Regions from separate parts of the Anas platyrhynchos genome. Here region 2 is linked to region 1. Evidence: chromatin contacts called from public Hi-C data. All regions are on one chromosome and are shown on one strand. Each heading gives the region's core, a stretch centred on a gene start, on an enhancer-like site or on the middle of the called end of the contact. The rest is flanking DNA. Distances are from core to core; before and after follow the strand shown.

Region 1 (2,700 bases), core at 141-2,640:
CCCCTCCCCACTGGCAAAGCTGGACATGGGCAGGCAGAGGCGGGAGCCGCGGGTTTTCAAGGTGGCCAGGGTGGCCAGGGTGAAGCTGGTGGCCCAGAGGAGCAGGGTGAGGAGCAGGGTGCAGGGGAAGGAGGCGGCACGGTGCGGCTGCTTCCCCAGGACCATGCGCAGCCGATGCAAGGCAATGACCGCCACCGTCTTGAGCGACATGATGATGAAGCCGGAGCTGGTGAGGTGGAAGGCGAAGCAGAAGGTGCCCGGGGCGCCTCGCGCCGAGTCGAAGAAGAGGACGAAGGCAAACATGGGGGCGGCCACCCCACAGATGAAGAGGTCGCAGAAGGAGAGGTTGAGGATCATGAAGTCGAAGTTGGTCCTGAATTTCCTGAGGGCCGGGTCGAAGAAGGACAAGAAGACGATGAGGTTGCCGTAGGAGCCCAGGCAGAAGACGAGGGCCAGCAGCGAGGCGCAGGCCGCCAGGGTGGCCGTGTGGGTGCCCTCCCGCAGCCCCCCGGCGGCGCTGCCGTTCCCGCCCAGCGGCAGCAGCGCGGTGCCGGGGGGCTCCTCCTCGCCCCCCGCCGGCAGCCGCCCCGACGCGTTCATCGCCGCCTCACCGCGGCCGAGGCGGGCCCATGGCGGGGGCCGCCCGCCACCACCGCCGCCGCCGCTCCCTCAGGGCTGCCCGCGGCCAGGCGCCGCCCGCCCCGCCATGGCGCCCGCCGCCGCGGCCCGGCCCGGCCCCTTCCCCGCTCGGCGCCCGGGCCCCGGCGGCGCCTCCCGGCCCCCGCCCCGCTCCCCCCGGCGCGGCGCCGGCGGCTGAGGCGAGGCCGCGGAGCTCGCACCCGCGCCCGGCCCCACGGCAGCGCCGCGGCCCCGGGGAAGGGCTGAGGGAGCGGGGCGAGAGACCCCGGGCCAGAGGGAGGAGGAGAGCAAAAGGAGGCGGCAGCCGCTGAGGCACGGGGAGAGAGCGGGGCCTGGCAGCGCCCTGCGTGCGGGGAGAGCCCCGGGGGAAAGGGGCCAGGGGTGATGCTGAGCAGCAGCTGCCCCAAATGCGGACTTCGGTTTGGATCTATTCCGTCCTGCGTGTCAAATGGTCCCTGCCCGTCCTGTCCTCCGGCAGGAGCACCATCCTGCACAGGGACAGCACAGAGAATGCACCTGGAGGATTTGGGAGGTTTTAGGACAAGTCATGGCCCAGCCCTACCCTTAACAGGACACCGAGTCAACAGCTGGCCACTCAAGGCTTCAGGGTTCTCCCCTGTTGACTTAACACCACCAACACACCTGCCCCAACCCCAAACTGTTCATCATAAAAAGTTAAGGCAGGTTTGCACGCTGCCTCTTCTCTTGCCTGCGCTTCTGTGCTACATTCCTGTGTGAACTGAGGAATGGCTCAGAGGCTAGAGGAAGGAAACATTCATCTTCCCGCAGCAAATAAGATTAAAAAAAAACAGTAGCAGTAAAGGAATAAAGAATAAATACAGTATAAATATTAAATACTTTAAACGGGAGTGCTGTATTTGTGAAGCAATGGTGTACTGGATGTCTCAACACTAAGTGGATCATGTAGAGAATCACTTACATGGGCAGGAAAGGCTCAGCACGCGTTCTGCAAGCCAGCAAAGGGCCCTGGTAGGCAGACACAACTGAGGGACATCAATGTCAGTCACCTCTACTGTGTTCTCAGTGAACGTCCAGCTAGGTAAAGGCACAAAAGTGCTATGAAAATACAGCAGATGCAGTACTTCTGACTTCTGCACGGGCACTTGTCTTATAGTGTACATTCCCACGTAGACTCATATATATCAGTCTGAGTATCATCTTAATAACCTTCCCCTACCCTCAGCAATCCTGCAGGACACGGGTGCTTTGCAGAAGCATCGAGGCAGTGACAAGATCATTAGGTTGCCATCTGACGGCTTGTCAGTGCTTCTTGGTAGTTTATTTTTCAACACATTTCTTTCTAAAACTGAGAGCAATTTCTTTCAGTAAACCTATGACTCACAAGAGCAGCCAGGCCGACAAGCCTTGCATGCTAAGCACAACCTCCAGCTGGCAATCAGTCCAGCCTTGCTGTGTGGTCTGCTACTGGGAAGAGCTAGCAGCCATGAGAGCAGGTCTGGGCCATTTCACATTGGTTTTGTTCTTAAACTAGTTGCAATGAAGATGGACAAAACCCAGAACATCACATTCATGTTTTCCTAGGGCTTCAAGCCTCTCAGCTTGCCTATCACTTTTATTTTAGCTCTTGCTTGTATTTTTATTCTCCAGTCATGGCTAATTTGAATTCTGTGGGTGAATCCTGGCCCTTCTGAGTATGATTTTTTTCAACGATGAGCTGGGATCTCCCTGAGTTTTCTTATTTATACACATCAGAACATGCTTAACTGTATGATTAAGTGAGACTGACAAAATAGCAGTGTAATGCAAGAGTCCATTACTTCAAAGTGATTAATGCTGAGGAAACAGAGAAGACTGTTTGTAAGTGAAACTAATGCGAGCACAAATACCTGCATCCTTAATTGTAAGCAAGACACTAAGAACTTTGACCTTAGTTTCACATTATGCCTAATGCCTGAGTCTACATTAGACTTGACTACTTCTGTGGTGTCACTTACCAAAAAAATAATAACACAACTTCTTGCAAAACATGAGTCCTTTAAAAAGATGGAAAAGTCTAATATAATTCCAAATACTACATTA
Region 2 (2,927 bases), core at 96-2,595, 43 kb after region 1:
ATCCAGCCTTCAGCTGGAGAGGCAAACTACTTCTAAAATGTTCACTTTGGGGAAAAAGGGTCAGAAACATTGCATTGACTGATGAAAGCTTGGGAACGCTTCTGAGAAACTACAGAGAAGAACAGTTTTCCCTGAACAAGTCACAAACTGATTAAAGGAAAACTTTACTATTTCACATGTGAAAGCAAAGTAAAGCCAAAACATTCCCTAGTTAACAAATAAATAGGGAAATAGCTATTTAAGTAGTCAGCATATTTTAAGGAGGCTCATTACCATCTTGCAAGGCAAGTTGAATTATACACGGTGAAGTTTGTTCATTATTATAATAGTTACAGGCAATCAGGAAAAAAACACAAGTCTTTAATGACAACAAAAAATTAACTTACAACGTGTTAATGAGAAGATTCCAACCAAAATCGTACTTAAGTGTCCAATGCAAATGTCAAAATGTACAAAGCAACATATCCAAATACATACTAAATGTAGTATAGATCTAGATGGAATAAAGTGTTAACCCAACCTACAAGGAATGTATCCATCCATGGAAAAACATGGATTCCTCTAAATCAAGTACTTCAGAGCTCTGCATTAATGCATATGAAACCATAAATTTACATGAAGCCCTAAACTTTTCTCCTAGCTCCTTCCTTGATAAAGCATGGAAGTTCACAACAGGACAACACAGGAAGGAAGAACCAGAACATACCAGCAATTCACAACAAACTTAAGCCTTAAAGTTGGATGAAAAGCCCCACGTTTTACATACCTTAAATATATCTTTTGAACACTGAGTAAGGATTGTACTGAAAGTAGAAGAGAGACCTAATTCAACTAAACTCTCTAGATGAGTCATCTTCTCAGTTTCAGTCTCCTCTCTGGTTTGTTCTAGCGTGCTGCTCTCTATAAGTCCAAAACATCTACAAAAATACATGAAGTGCAATTTTAGCAATCAGAACGAGGAAGTTGTATTAAAGTTTTCATGCCAAGCTTTCACCTTTCCTTAGCTTACTTACCTATCCATAAACTGTAGTACAAAATCCTCAAATTCAGCAGTTGCAGAGCACAATTCTCTTTCTACCTACAATTTTCCAATGCAAAAGAAGCACAGAAGGTTAGCTCTTCCTAGAGACACATAATATCAAGTGTATTTCCTACACTAATTACTTCAAGAACACTTCCAAATTTTAGTTGATATAGACCACACTACATTTCCCACCAAACAGAATTTGCATAGTCTCAAGTACGTCACATGAAACAATTATTGTGTTTTCTTTACACTGTGCTATCAAACTTCCTGGCCTTGATCTTTAGCCAAATAACCTCTCAGGCTGAAACCAGGGTCTGTCTCCATAGATACAACCTTTAGCCTTACTACTGATCTTCCTCTCCAGCAGCATGCCAGTGTGCCAGCTGTGGTGGCAGACTTGGCTCTGCTAACATATTTACATTACTCATTCATCATACAAACTCTTCTGCTAGTTTAAGTGCTGCAGCCCCAAGTCAAGAAAATCAACTTAACTCCAGTAGGTTTGTGAAAAAATAGGCACCTATTAGCTGTTCTGTGAACTACAAGCATCTCCTAGCAGTGGACAAGATATTCTGCATGGCAGTTCCAACTACCATGGAGCACTGGTGCTGCCCCATTTATAGCGTGCCAGATATAGTTTCACCATCAGCGTTTGAACTGTTAGATCAAAAGCAGAAAAACACTTGTCTAATGATGTTGTTATTTCTTAATCAGAAGAGATTAAGAAGCATCTGAAGTGAGAGCAACAACATCATACTCGGAAAAGAGAAGCATGACTGCAGGAGCACTTTAAAGAGGTGCAGGTATTTTGAAATAGTTTCCCAAACTAGGAAAACAGCCTTTAGAAGTTCAAGAGTGCGCTAGCTTTCTGAAAAACAAATACAAACAGAAGGGACATCCCATTATTTTTTACACTTATATTTTCAACAACAAATTCCTCCCAGTCTCCTAGACAACCAATTAGTTACCTTTTAACCTACTCTAAGTTGGACTAGTTTTGAATTAAAATTATGTACATCTTATAACAATTCTGTAGTCACCTGTCTTCCCTCCCTCACTTAATGGCTAAAGTTTTATAGTGATAAGAATTCTCAAAAATGTAACACTAACAAAGATGTTATTCTATTAGTCTCAGAAAAATTTAGTTGGCAAGTGACTTCTGGAGACCATCCTGTTCAACGTCCTACTCAAAACAGGGTGAGCTCTGAGTCATTTTATACTGCACATAGCTTTCCACAGCTGAGTTCTGACATAAAAATATTAAACTGTTTGAATTTAATACATCTCTACAACAATCTGTCACTAATAAGCAGTGCTAAGAATGTGTCCCAACTCATATGCCGATGTCAGCTTTATGTCACTGACCAGAAGCAAACGTTATCCATAAGCTTTAGTATTTTTGTGAAGGTACGTTAAACAAAACTGCAATACATGCAAAAAGATTGTAGCAAACACATCACAGTTCTGAAGACAAAAATTACATTGCTAGAAAATAAGATGAAATCTGTAGGTTATGGTTTTGTTTTATAACTACGCAGTGCTCTTACCTCTGTGAGATCATCCCTTTCTTGCAACACAGATGAACAATCTACTAAAGGCACCAAAGTAGAAAACGTTGCAATAAACTGGAATGTAATCTGTTGAGAGTTGCAAACAGCTCTTTAATAAATGCTACTGCATTCTACACATTAAAAAAACTTTCCCAATTAAAATATGGCAGCTAAAGCAAATCATTACATTAAAAAAAATCCACCCCAAAACTTCAATAATTATTTCTGATTTCAGATAGAAAGCTGGATGAAGTTGGAACTATACAAAAAACTATTTTCTGTAATAAAAATAAGTGCAAAGCAACACTTATTTTGTGCTGAATTTTGAAGTTAAAAAAGACTTATGTTTA

The links. Hi-C and Micro-C count contacts between places; a contact is called where the count stands out from the background.
Region 2: a contact with region 1 is called in a Hi-C map of small yellow follicle, with 1.8 times the contacts expected there. The contact joins the enhancer-like site here to the promoter of GPR75 in region 1. A contact is called at or near these places in 2 of 8 Hi-C or Micro-C datasets (liver and small yellow follicle).

Annotation. Positions count from the first base shown.
Region 1 is chr3:3,959,445-3,962,144 of IASCAAS_PekinDuck_T2T, forward strand. It overlaps GPR75 (G protein-coupled receptor 75), which reads right to left and starts at 1,391. Exons shown (of 1, transcript XM_013098789.4): 1 at 1-1,391. The coding sequence starts at 600.
Region 2 is chr3:4,002,891-4,005,817 of IASCAAS_PekinDuck_T2T, forward strand. It overlaps PSME4 (proteasome activator subunit 4), which reads right to left. Exons shown (of 49, transcript XM_038177463.2): 14 at 2,575-2,664; 15 at 1,014-1,078; 16 at 767-917. Among named protein-coding and RNA genes, the nearest start is that of PSME4, 32 kb to the right of the region's middle. Within about 2 kb of position 1,346, at least 4 of the 8 cell types and tissues checked have an H3K27ac peak or open chromatin away from gene starts, as enhancers often do. A contact at or near this core is called in small yellow follicle, where this site is marked.